Linked DNA regions of Mus musculus: regions 2 and 3 are each linked to region 1. Evidence: chromatin contacts called from public HiChIP or PLAC-seq data. All regions are on one chromosome and are shown on one strand. The core of a region is the stretch at or near the end of the contact, and the rest is flanking DNA. Distances in the headings are between cores, read along the strand shown.

Region 1 (4,470 bases), core at 1,052-3,551:
ATTTTCTACTTGAACACCAAATCTAGCTAGGAACAGAGACAATTTACATCTTTTGACAAATACTGGAGAAATTGAGGACAAAGTACTTTCACAATTCTTACTAGTATCTGACAGTGGGTAAGTATTCATGAGGAAAACCTAAAACCTTAACTTCTTCTAAATCAATCTGCAAGCAGATCACACGTCAGCTCTTTGGAAGGAATATGCTGCCTCATCAAGTGTGCGAGTGTCCTTTCTCAAGACTAGAGTGGCCTGGAGTTCTGGTGAGCATTGAGGCCATAAGAGAGGCTGTTTACCTTGAGGGACTCAGTTTGTGAGCCCAGCCCTTTCGTGCAAAGCTCCATCACCGAATAGGAACAGAAGGTATCCCGGACTTTGTATTGACTCACAGCAAGAAGCCACAAGGCAGGATTGGTCTCCAGCTCAGAGGGTGGGATCAGAATGGACTGGTGTCCTGAGTATACACTGCAGAGACAAGACAGGCCATCAAGGCTGGAACCCAGGGCAGATGGGAAAGAGACAGTAACATTCACCCTGAAAAACAGGAACACTTCAGAAACTTTAAATTTTTTTTACATTTTATTTCCATTTTTCAGCTGCTTCACTTTGCTATGTGATTATATCAGAATGTGCCAGATATTTCTCTTCATCATTACACTGATAACATTACAAATGCCTATTAATTAGACTTGCATGTACTTTTTAAAATTTTTTCATTGTTATTAGATATTTTCTTTATTTACATTTCAAATGTTATCCCCTTTCCTAGTTTCCCCTCCGAAAATCCCCTATCCCCTCCCCCCTGCTCCCCAACCCTCCCACTCCCATTCCTGGCCCTGGCATTCCCCTATACTGGGGCATAGAACCTTCACAGGACCTAGGGCCTCTCCTCCCATAGATGACCAACTAGGCCATCCTCTGCTACATATACAGCTAGAGCCACAAGTTCCACCATGTGTTTTCTTTGATTGGTGGTTTAGTTCCAAGGAGCTCTGGGGTCCTGGTTAGTTCATATTGATGACAAGAAACTTTTATATGTAAGATAAATAGAAAATCCAGATACAAAAATATTAAGAAAATCACATAGGAAGAAAATTAGGAGAGCCAAAAGAAGTCAGACACTTGACCTTCTGAGTGTGTCAATCTGTACTGTTTTACATCCAAATCACCACACAACAGCACTTTTAAAAATACTTTAAAGAATAAGATAACAAATTTTAATTCAAAAGTATTTGTTCAAACCACCAGTTTTAAAAATTCATTTATTTATTCACTTTACAACCCATTATCAGACCTTTCTCTCCTCCCAGTACCCCTCACACAAGTCCTACCCCACCCTTCATTCCACTTTCCCCTTCTCTTTTGAGGAGGGGAAGTACTTCTCATACCCCATTCCCACACATCAACTGAGACCAGACAGGGCACAAACTGCTATTTTTAATGCTTGCTTATCATTGTGAATTAGCAGTACTTGATCATATTTATTATAATAAAAGATGTCAGATAAATATTGTGAGATTTAAAGATATATTTTACTTATATGAAAATTGATAGATGAAACCCACATCATTGCTGTGCTGTAGCTGTGTACCTGTAATCTTCCTATCACAAGCCATTTCTCCTTTAATATGGTCAATCTCATTCAAAAAATTTCGAAACAAAAATTAAGAGAGCCCAGATGGCTCAAGAAATTTAAGAAAACTAAATGAGGGACTAGAGAGATGGCTCAGCCATTAAGAGAACTGTCTGCTGTTCCAGAGGTTCTGAGTTCAATTTCCAGCAACTTCATGGTAGCTCACAACCATCTATACTGGGATCCGATACCCTCTTCTGGCATGCAGATGTACATGCAGATAGAGCACTTATACATAAATCAATTTTAAGGAAAAAAAAAGACTAATGAGCCCACAAACTTATTTCGAACATGATTCTTCACGTAGAGAAGTATTGTAGAGGGAACACAGCAGAAGTGGTAGCAAATTTTCATCTCTCTCTCTCTATTTCAACATATCAAACTTTCAGTTATTTTTGTGAAGTGGAAATATAGCAAACCCCAACCTTTCATATAGCCTTTTTTTTTTAATTGGATATTGTCTTTATTTACATTTCAAATGTTATCCCCTTTCCCAGTTTCCCTCCCTCCCGGAAACCCCCTATCCCCCCCTTCTTCCCCCTGCTTCTAAAAGGATGTTCCTCCACCCACTCACCCACTCCTACCTCCTCACCCTCAGTTCCCCTACACTGGGGCATCTATTGATCCTTCATGGGAGCAAGGACCTCTCCTCTCATTGATGGGAGGCCATCCTCTGCTTACATATGCAGATAGAGCCATGTGTACTCCTTTGTTGATGGCTTAGTCCCTGGGAGCTCTTGGGGGACTGGTTGGTTGATATTGTTGTTCTTCTATGGAGTTGCAAACCCCCTTCCACTCCTTCAGTTCTTTCTCTAATTCCTCTATTGGGGACCCCACGCTCAGTCCAGTGGTTGGCTGTGAGCATCCACCTCTGTATTTGTAAGACTCTGGAAGGGCCTCTCAGGAGACAGCCAGATCAGGCTCCTTTCAGCATGCACTTCTTGGCATCCACAATGGTGTCTGGGATTGTTAACTGCATATGGGACGAATCCCCAGTGGGACAGTCTCTGGGTGGCCTTCCCTTCAGTCTCTGCTCTACACTTTTCTCCATGTGTGCTCCTGTGCACAGCCTTTTCAATGCAGTCAGTAATTTCAGAATGAGAAGACCAGGTACATTCAAAGAAAGAAAGCCAGACTTTATTATTATGCTGTAAACTTCTCTGTGATTTGATTTGCTCAAATGTTTGTGCAAATGTTTATAGTCAATATGTCATATTCAGTAAAAGCCCATGTAAATAATTCTTATATCCCGTACAAGGACATATTTTTACTAATTTGCCATTGGTATCTATTAAGGATCTTTTTTGTTGTTTGTTTGTTTTTGGTTTTGTGTTTGTTTTGTTTTGGTTTTGGTTTTTTTGAGACAGGGTTTCTCTGTGTAGCCCTGGCTGTTCTGGAACTCACTCTGTAGACCAGGCTGGCCTCGAACTCAGAAATCCACCTGCCTCTGCCTCCCGAGTGCTGGGATTAAAGGTGTATGCCACCACTGCCTGGCTTGTTGTTTGTTTGCTTGTTTGTTTGTTTGTTTTTGAGACAAGGTTTTGCTTTGTAGTTTAGGCTGGCCTTGAACTTGTGGCAGCCATTCTGTTAGAGCTGAAAAGTACTAGGTTACAGGTTTGAGTCATCATACCCATCTCTCCAGATCACTTTACAGCATTACACAGGTATATCTATGAAGCATAAGAGACATATACACTATTAAACAACTACCTGTTATAAGTTACTTTTTCCCCAATGGAATGTGAGCTTAGTTCAGTCCTTGAGAACAAACTTACACTCAGATGTTCTTTTATCCAGAACCTAAGCTTTTATACTATTTCCCACAAGCGTCCAAAGCTAACATAAGACGGGCTTCAAACAATCATTTTTTTTAAAGCATTTCCATATTACTCCCCAATTAACCCATTAAAAAACATACTTCAGATCTGACTGCAGCACAGCACTTGCCTTCTTAGCTCTAGAGATGCATTTAAGGGCTTTACCTATGCATTACCCTATCCTCATCAGACCCATGTACATTAAAAATCTAGTCTATGTTTAATTAAATGTATGTATGCACAGGTGCACATGAGTGTTGCAATGCCCGAGGAGGCCAGAGGCACTACATTTCTGTGGAATTGAATTACAGGCAGTTGTGATACCTGTTATAGATGCTGGAAAACAAAACTGGGTCCTCTACAAGTGCAGTACATATGCTCTTAACTACTGAGCCAATGCTCCAACCCTATGAACACGTTTTGAAGACTGGGTATTATTTCCAGAGCACACCACAGCTAAAATAGACATCCCATTCCTTTCTCTTCCTGCGTGAGAGGTTGAATGATGACCCCATCCTAGCCTTTTTCCTAGAAATGTGTAGCTTTTCTCATCATGCTCAGGGGAGTATGGCATTCCCACCTGGACTGATTTTACCTAAACAAGTGGGCTTGCTGTCACTTCAGTATGAGCTTACAGAGTCTGACTAGGTATGACTCTGAATTTGAGCCTTACCTATTAGCTAGTGTATTGTCTCTAATTAGAAGCCTCAAGGTAGCACTCAGCAGCAATCAGAATAAGTGAAAAATTTATCTCAGCTGTATAGATACTTTAAAAATATGACCTTCAGGCCAAACCCAGGATCATACACCAGAAAGAGCCTAATCTCCAACAAGGCTACACATTATACATCCCATAAATCATAATCACCTACCAGAAAATGCTATGTGTCTTTCTATCCTGAGAAGCAAAGGAACACAGCGTTTCTGTTAATATCAAACAGTATTCAGAACATTCATGATTCAAGATTCATAATGCTATGCAGCCTCCCACAAGCCTGAAGCAGGCTGAGCCACCTTGAC
Region 2 (4,470 bases), core at 576-3,075, 480 kb after region 1:
ACATATAAATACAACAGTATAGGTTCAGGCCTTTAATCCTAGAACTTGGGAATGAAAGGCAGGTGGATCTCTGAGTTCTGATTTCAAGCCCAGTGAGGTCTACAAAGAGAGTTCCAGGACACCTTAGGCTACAGAGAAACCCTGCCTCAATAAAACAGACAAGCAAACAAACAAAAACAAAACAAACAACAACAATAAAGCAAAAGAAAATTACAACATGCCATAATGGCTTCAAGATTTGAGCTAAATGTACTTTTAAAAAGTTTAAGAGCTTAAATGCAGGATTCTAAGTACCACTCGACTGCTTTTAACATCTTAACACATAAAATTAAGGTAAAACTCAGCAGCCTCGGGACACAGATTTCACCACTTCAGGTCAATCCTCGGATGTCAGAGGGATATCTCCTGAGAGTTGTCCGTTGTCCTCTGACTGGTCCATGTATATCCTAGCATGTGTCCAGCTACAGACACAAAGACACACACTTTTAAAAACTCAGTGTTGCCAGGCATGATAGTGCATGCCTTTAAACCCAACACTCAGAAGGCAGAGGCAGGCAGATCTCTCCATTGGTTCACACAGGCATGTGTGTGTGTGTGTAGTGTAGTATGTGGTGTGGTATGTGTGTGTATGTGTGTGGTGTGTGGTGTGTGTGTGTGTATGTGTGTAGTGGTGTGTGTGTGTGTGTGGTGTGTGTGTGTGTAGTGTGGTGTGGTATGTTGTGAGGAGCCGCCCTCACAGTCGCCGTTACAAGATGGCGCTGACATTAGTTGCTCGTAGTAAAATGTGCGCAGGCGTCAGGGTATCTTTCCATTACCTGAGCCCTGCCTCTCTCGTGGCTTCATCTGGCTGAAGGTGGGCAGCCAATCCTGGTGGTGCACGTCTCCAACCGTACTTCTAACCGTACTTCGCAGCCTATATAAGGGAAGGGTTTTCTGCCCTCTGGGTCTCCTCTCCTGAAGCTGATCATCTATCTCTCGTAAAGCTTTACTGCAGAAGGATCCTAATGGCCTGCGTGAGTTGTGTGTGTGTGTGTCCGTGTCCAGGATAGTCAGGTTACAGAGAAACCTCTTAAAAAAACCAAAATCAAAACCAAGGGTGGGGGACACAGTGAGATGGCTCCGGAAGGGTAAAGACACCTGCTGTTCAAGCCTGGTGACTGAGTTCAATCCATCTCTAGAACTCATATAAAGACAGAAGGAGAGCACCAACTTCACACTCTTGCACATGGGCACGAAAACATAACCATCACTATCATCACCATCACCAGCATCACCACCAATAACAACAAGACAGAAGAGTGAGATCACCTTTCTGCCTCTGGGGCATGCGGTTTCAAATACTCTCCAAGTAAACACATTACTTTCCAAGGACTTAGCTGCCTGAGGCCTTCCAGTTCCTCCCATGATCTTTCACTGAACTGAAAGAAATACAGGTCCCATACAGCTGAGAAAAGGAAGAAGGAAAGGGAGGGAGAACCTAAGCAATTTTCTTCCATACTAACAGGAAACAGACATTCTGATTTAAAATAGCTATTAGAGCTAACATATCATTCCTTGACTAAAAAATTAAAGTGACGAAAATACTTTTATGGAATCCACTACTTGACAAACTCCACAACCCATAAAAAATATACTGCTTAAAAAAAGTCTCTCCCAGCTACACAACAGACACGGGATTAATATCTAGAATATCTGAAGAAATCTAAAACTAAACACCAAACCCCAAATCATCCACCTAATAAATGGGCCAATGAACTGGACACTACTCAGTCCTCAAAGGAAACACTGACTGGCAAGTTTACACTTGAAAAGGCACCCGCAGCCTCAGCCTCAGGGAATGCAAAAACAGACTCTTTCTGAGCCCGGGATAGGGAAGGATACAAATGCTGACCTACCCCCAGAGCTCATGTCTCTAGCTGCATTATGTAGCAGAAGATGGCCTAGTCGGCCATCATTGGAAAGAGAGGCCCCTTGGTCTTGCAAATTTTATATGCCTCAGTACAGGGGAACGCCAGGGCCAAAAAGAGGGAGTGGGTGGGTAGGGGAGCAGGGGGTGGGGAGGGTATGGGCGACTTTTGGGATAGCATTTGAAATGTAAATGAAGTAAATACCTAATAAAAAATTGGGGGGAAAAAAAAAGAGGAACTCTAACTAGCCACTAGTGTAGATGGTGTAGCCAATTTACACTATCTATAGAAACCAGTCTGGACACCAAAACTACCACGTGACCCAGCTATATTCCCCTTGAGTATTCACATACCCATGTTTATTACTGCTTTTATTTATAAGAGCCAGGAAACGGAACCATCCTATTATGTGAAGCAAACCAAACCTTACAAAGATAAGTACTGTGCATTTTCTTTAATATTTGGAACCTAGCCTTGAAGGGTGGTAGGCAGATGCAGGGAAGAGACCATGAACCTAGGAGGAAGATCATGAGAGAGGAGGGAAAAGCAGAGGTAACACACTAGCATTAAGCAGAGGCGACTCTCGGAGAGGAGAAAGTGGGGGGCATGGGAGAAGAGAATTAGTGGGAACAAACATAATAATACACAGGCACCACAATGCAGTAGTAAGACCCATTACACCTTGTCGGTTAACTTAAAAATTAAGACAAAGAAAATTACATGCTACAAGAGCCTCTTAACTCAGACCTAAGTTTAGGAGACTTTAAATGTGGCAAGACCATTCTGGTAGTAGTAACACACACCTTTAATTCCTTTGATCCCAGCAAAGGCAGGTAGATCTCTGAGTTCAAGGCCAGTATAGGCTACAGAGTGAGTTCCAGGACAGCCAAGGCTACACAGAGACCCTGTCTCGAAAAAACAAAACAAGCAAACAAACAAACAAAACTCCAGCTTAAACTCATACATAATTTTACACATAACATACCTCAGAAAAGGGCCTAAATGCGAAAACCTGGATATAAAACAACAGAAAAGGTATCTAGACAAGGAGTATGACAAGAGGTGACAAGAGTATGCCACTGCAGGAAGACCTCGGCAAGGCAGGCCTGTGCGGCAGGCACGTGGGGGAAGAGCACTACTGGGACAATTCCTCTACAGATCTGACACTTCTGGGAGATGCAACCACATAGCCAAGGGTCTGTGCCCACAGAAAGTGTACCCTTTTTAGAAACATACTTCCTTCTCATTAGAACTCAAAAAGAGGCAGGCGTTTGTTTCCTTCTGCCTCCTCCCGGCCTGTATCGTTTGTACAGTGCAAAGGCTTCACTGGGCACTCTCCTCCACATGTACATGCGCTCAATCGTGGCCACCTGGCCCTCCTACGCCTCTTCTGCCCTCCTTCCCACGCTGGACCCTCCCAAAACCAAACACCCCCTCCCCCAACCTTCATGCCCCGCCTGTGAGAAAACCACAAGCACTTGTCGGATCTAGCATTATTTTGCTTACTCTGGATCCATCTTTTTTTTTCCCTGCAAATGATGTGATGTAGTTCTTCTCTATGGCTGAATGTGTGTGTGTGTGTGTGTGTGTGTGTGTGTGTGTGTGTGTGTGTGTGTGTGTGTGTGTGTGTGTATGTATGTGTGTATATATATCTGTTTTTCCTTTCCCAGTCTTGCTCCTGGAATGATGACTCTGAGACTAATTAGTTATTATTAAATGGCTAGGCCAGAAGTGTTAGCTCATTTCCTGTCTAGCTCTTATTTACATTTAAATCATTCTACATCTACCACTTGGTTAGTTGTCTCTCTTTCAGTCCCAGACCACTTCTTCCTTCTCGCCTCTTCAGCGTCTCCCTCAGTCTCTCTCCAGGTTCATCTACCTGATGTCCATCACTCATCTCTTCCCCTAGTCTCTTTTTCCTCTTACTATTAGCCAGAATCCTCTCTTCTTGCAAGTGTCCCACTTCCTATTTCCTGCTTTTTTATTGACAGATGGCTTACAAGAGATCCTCTCAACAGTTAGCACATGGTTCTCTATTAATCTATTCACTAACTGACAGGCACCTAAAGTGATTTCCAGACTTGGCCACTGTGTATAGTTCACAATGCAGATGAATGTGCAGACACCTCTACTGTCTAAGGTATTTATTCCATTGGATGTATGCCATGGGTGGTAAACTAGATGCTACTCCAGGTCCACTTTTACTGTTTTCCCAGAATCTCTACACTGATTTCCATGGTGCCTGAACTAATTTATATTCCCAGGAACCGTGTACAAAGAATCTCTTCCCCTGCACCCTCACCTCATCTTTTTAGTTCATTGTGAATTTGGGTAGGAAGCCTTTGTTGGATAAATCTGCTAACAGTTCTCTTCCAGTACAGGTTGTCTCTACTACGGTAATTGCTTCTTTGTTGGGTAGAAACTTTTAAGCAGGACAGAACCCTGTTTGCCCACTGTTGCTGTCTTTACCTATGCCTATGTCTCCATGTATTTTCCTCTGGTCATTTCAAAGTTTAGAGATAGATATAAGTTCTCATTTTAGAAATGGTATACCAAACTTTGT
Region 3 (4,470 bases), core at 633-3,132, 320 kb after region 1:
CAGACTTCATTGCCACAATATTTTAATTTCACTTCCTTAGGATGTGATCCATTGGTGAGTTGGAAATTTGGCTTTAGCACTGATAAGTTATTTCTCCACCAGTGAAATAAGCAAATTCAAGCCAGATTAGATTATATTAAACACAGGTTTATTGGGAAACTGCTCTCTGGCAAGTTCACTAGCCCAAGGACGGAGGCCAGGGAAGTCACCATGGGGAGGGAGAAAGAGGGGAAGGGGAAGAGGAAGACACACGTCTGTGCAAGAGAGAAAAAGAAGGGAGGGAGGGAGGGAGGAAGGGAGGAAGGGAGGAAGGGAGGAAGGGAGGAAGGGAGGAAGAGAGAGAGACAGAGACAGAGAGAGACAGAGAGACAGAGAACGAGAACACCAAAATGTCTGGATTATGTAGGGAAGAGCCTCTGGAGGAAGGTTGGAAATGGTATGTATGCCAAGTAGGGACTGAGAGATGCTGGGAGAACCTGGAAATCAGGTCTGCTTTGGTACACAAAATATGGGCCTCAGCTCTGGGTCTGAAATCTTAATAAGCATCTCAGTTCATATTGAATATTTCTAGGCTTAGGATATACATCATTGACATCTCATATTTAAAACCATTCACTTATGACTAGAAAATATCTTTGTTACCTAGAAAACAAAATACCCACTCCTCAAAACAGGTATGCAAGATCTGATATGCCATCTCTACAGCTAGTAAGTCATGTGCGTGTAACCCACACTATGGACAAACTCAATTAATTTCTCTAATGTCATTTGGGAGACCACTGCAATTTCTCCAGTTTCCCAAACAGCAATATGCCAGATATGTTGACCGTCAGATCCTGGGTCTGGGGCCAGGATACAGAAATGATACACAGAAAGCCAAGGGCTGTTTGCCCAGGTGAGTGCCACATGTCCCTGCATATCTCCAAACACACATGCATCCACATTGTGCAGTCCTGAGCCTTCCCTGGGCTTTATTAACTTAACAAAGTGAGGAAAGACCCCTGCCATGTGAAGCAGGTAGGAGAAATGCCCTGCATGCAAATGCAGCCAGCTCTGAATATTCTTTAATATAAGCCTGACACATACTCCACAAGTCCACTCCCCAGAGGCTACTGGGACTAGAGTGCATTTTCCTTCCAGTATAAGGCAGCTTTGAGCTGAAATGCTTGGTAAGGAAAGGGAATCAGCCTCTGGTAGTTGCTTGTAGGGAGACACAATGTAGCAGGACATGTGACTGGGCTACTGTCCATCAACCATAAATAGGAGCTTGCCAGAAAATATGTTGATGGGGTAAATTCATGAAACCACCAGAATTCCAACAGCAAGTAACATTCTGAAAAACTTTAATGGCTGAAATAAAAAATCTACAACGACTTGACAACTAAATAATCTCTTTAAATGTTTATGATAAACTTCAATCCTGTAGCAGCATAACTGTCCTACACCACAACCCTCATGCCAGCCACTTTACACACACAGCCTGTAGTCCCATAGCACTGTGGAATATACTGAGAAAATGGATTCTCTCAGGTATATAACATGTGCTGCTTGCAATGTTTTAAGGAAATGCTCCAAGAAATCTGTATTATCAAGACATTTGAGACTTCTACATGGTTTCTTCCACTCACTAGAGAATCAACAGGTCTGGGCCTAAAAGACAAAGATAGCATTTAAATAAGTACTGCCCCAATCCAAGTAAAGAGACAAACTTCATTAAACAATTGTTTAACCTGGGGAGGGGAGAGAAAAGTGTTCTTACCAGGCTAGCCACTGAAATAAAAGGCTTCGGAGAAATCCCAAGCAGCCATACCACACCCTCTCCTGATTCCTTCCACTTCCAGGCACTCCACAGAGACAGCTGTAAAGAAACCCAGGGAAAGGCATCCACAGAGTGCTACAGGCCTTTGAATGTCACCAAGCACACCTTAGTACCTAGAGCTACTCTGGGCACCACCCAAGATACAACAGAAGAGCCACAATGCCTGTCCACCAGGGTCTCAAATTGTACCTCAAGATCTAACAGTGAACAAAGCACTCTAGTGACAATTAAAAGCAAATAACTTTTAAAACAAAAACAAACCAAACTCAGGGGCACAGTCCTGGGATCTTAACACTTACAAGACAGGGATAGGATAATCATGAGTTCAAAGTCACCTTCCATATCACAAGGAATTTTAAAACAATCTGGGCTGTGTTTAAAAAGGGGGGAGGGGGTAGGAGGCTAAAGCCATAGCCCAGTTGGTAGAGTACCTGCCTAACATCCACAAAGCTTTAGGTTTGAACTCAGCACTATATGAACTGGGTATGGTGGCTTCCACCTGTACTATCAGAACTCAAGAAGCAGAGGCAGAAGATCAGAGGTTCAAAGTAAATTGCAGGCAACAACTACACTTGTCTCAAAACTAAGCAAATAAATAAATATCAAAGATATTCTGCGATCTGACATGTATCCAACAGAAATCTTCAGGAGTGAGCCTTTCTAGGTCAAGCAGGGCCTCAGCAGGTAAAGTATGTGAAGTCATCAGCCCTCTGGCACCAGCAGCAATAGATTGCTCTTGTTGTTGTTGTTTTTGTTGCTGCTGCTGCTGCTGCTACTACTACTTTGTCAATGTCTTATATTAACTATATCAAAAGTCTTATGCTTTTTTTTTTTTCTTTTGGGTTTTTGAGACAAGAGTTTCTCTGTGTAACAAGCCCTGGCTGTCCTGAACTTGCTCTGTAGACCAGGCTTGGCCTCAAACTCACAGAGATCCACCCGACTCTGCCTCCCAAGCACTGGGATTAAAGGCATGCACCTCCATACCTGGCCAACAAGTCTTTTCTTTCTTTCTTTATTATATATAAGTTCACTGTAGCTGTCTTCAGGCACACCAGAAGAGGGCACCAGATCTCATTACAAATGGTTGTGAGCCACCATGTAGTTGCTGGGATTTGAACTCTGGAAGAGCAGTCAGTGCTCTTAACCGCTAAGCCATCTCTCCAGCCCCACAAGTCTTATTCTTAATCTTGTTAGTTTAATCATTTCCCAGAAACTAAAGCAAGCACTTTAAATCTCTCATTAAAATGCCTTGGCTCAGACACATTAAAAGAATATATTTCTTTGGGTAAGAAAAAAAGTCTTCTACCAGACTGAGAAATAGAGGAACCACAAAGTGTGGTCTAGCCTCTTAACCCTCAATAATTTATAACCTCATAGTAAGGCAGACAGCCCAAAGAAAATAACGAATTTTTCTTTAAGTTTAGTTGTTGAGCTTGTAAAACCATTCTCTTTAAAAGAATGAAATAAGGGGCTGGTGAGATGGCTCAGTGGGTAAGAGCACCCGACTGCTCTTCCGAAGGTCCGGAGTTCAAATCCCAGCAACCACATAGTGGCTCACAACCATCTGTAACAAGATCTGACACCCTCTTCTGGAGTGTCTGAAGACAGCTACAGTATACTTACATATAATAAATAAATAAATCTTTAAAAAAAAAAAGAATGAAATAAATAGCTCATCAAAATGGCTCCAATCCTCTTATCTGAGGGATGCCCTCTGCTAATTACATTTAGATTAACAGATGCCCTCCAAATTATCTTTTCAGAAGAAAATGCTCCTACAGAAAGAGGCAGGTCTAGAGCAACATCGCAGGCACCTTTCCCAAAGAACATTCTACTCCACTTTCCCAAAAACCCACTCCACTCCTTGGGAGGCTACAACTAAGTACAATTGGAAGACACCCCTCAAACCCAGCGTGGTGGCACACGCCTTTCATCCCAGCACTCCGGAGGCAGAGGCAGGCGGATTTAAAGAAAGAAAGAAAAAAAGGAAAAAAAAAAGAATATGCTAATTGAGTGGTTTGAATAAGAATGGCCCCCAGAATCTCATACATTTGAATGTTTGGTCCTCAGGGAGGGAATAAGGACAAATCAGGAGGTGTGGCCTTGTTGGTGAAAGTGTGTTATGTGTGGGGGTTTGGGGGTTTCAAAAGCCCAAATCAGACCCAGTACGTCTCTCTTCTTGTTTCCTGTGGATCTGGATGTAGAACTCTCTGCTATTTCTCCAACACCTGTCTGCTTGCTTGCTGCCTTGCCTTTCACCATGATGACAATGGACCAAACCTCTGAACCTATAAGCAAGCCTCAATTAAAAGTTTTTCTTTATAAGAGTTACTGAGGTCACGGTGTCTCTCACAGCAATAGAACAGTAACTAAGACACTAATCAAAGACTGAAGGCAGCAAGAGAATTCCGGAAGAATCCTGTAATCCTCTGCCACATTTCTCCTTAGCACAGCTACTACACAGGATATTTCCCAGCTGGGCTTTCATCCTTCATGTCTGCTGGCCAAATCTTGGGCTACTCATTCCCGATAATGAATTTAGAAATTTCTGAAACAATCACCCAATGAAAAAAGGAAAATAAGAAACTTTAGGAATGCTTTCCCCCAGACACATGGAGTCACTTACAATTCAAAATACTCAAAGGTTTGGC

What was found. HiChIP or PLAC-seq counts read pairs in DNA pulled down with a chosen protein or histone mark.
Region 2: an H3K27ac HiChIP or PLAC-seq map of embryonic stem cells shows a contact between it and region 1, with 4 times the contacts expected there. The contact joins two enhancer-like sites. A contact is called at or near these places in 8 of 115 datasets of contacts at active chromatin or transcription factors (cardiomyocytes, embryonic stem cells, extraembryonic endoderm stem cells and 2 more) and 1 of 9 other capture datasets (adipose tissue).
Region 3: an H3K27ac HiChIP or PLAC-seq map of embryonic stem cells shows a contact between it and region 1, with 5 times the contacts expected there. The contact joins two enhancer-like sites. A contact is called at or near these places in 1 of 15 datasets of contacts at CTCF or cohesin (the NIH/3T3 cell line), 4 of 484 Hi-C or Micro-C datasets (all in embryonic stem cells) and 4 of 115 datasets of contacts at active chromatin or transcription factors (all in embryonic stem cells).

What each region holds. Positions count from the first base shown.
Region 1 is chr13:9,630,717-9,635,186 of GRCm38.p6, reverse strand. It overlaps Dip2c (disco interacting protein 2 homolog C), which reads right to left. Exons shown (of 37, transcript NM_001081426.2): 30 at 297-465. Among named protein-coding and RNA genes, the nearest start is that of Gm36423, 42 kb to the left of the region's middle. Within about 2 kb of position 2,301, at least 2 of the 459 cell types and tissues checked have an H3K27ac peak or open chromatin away from gene starts, as enhancers often do. A contact at or near this core is called in embryonic stem cells, where this site is marked.
Region 2 is chr13:9,152,811-9,157,280 of GRCm38.p6, reverse strand. All of the region lies in intron 11 of Larp4b (La ribonucleoprotein domain family, member 4B), which reads right to left. Among named protein-coding and RNA genes, the nearest start is that of Larp4b, 61 kb to the right of the region's middle. Within about 2 kb of position 1,825, at least 16 of the 459 cell types and tissues checked have an H3K27ac peak or open chromatin away from gene starts, as enhancers often do. A contact at or near this core is called in embryonic stem cells, where this site is marked.
Region 3 is chr13:9,308,398-9,312,867 of GRCm38.p6, reverse strand. The region is part of intron 1 of Dip2c (disco interacting protein 2 homolog C); the gene reads right to left. Among named protein-coding and RNA genes, the nearest start is that of Dip2c, 34 kb to the right of the region's middle. Within about 2 kb of position 1,882, at least 7 of the 459 cell types and tissues checked have an H3K27ac peak or open chromatin away from gene starts, as enhancers often do. A contact at or near this core is called in embryonic stem cells, where this site is marked.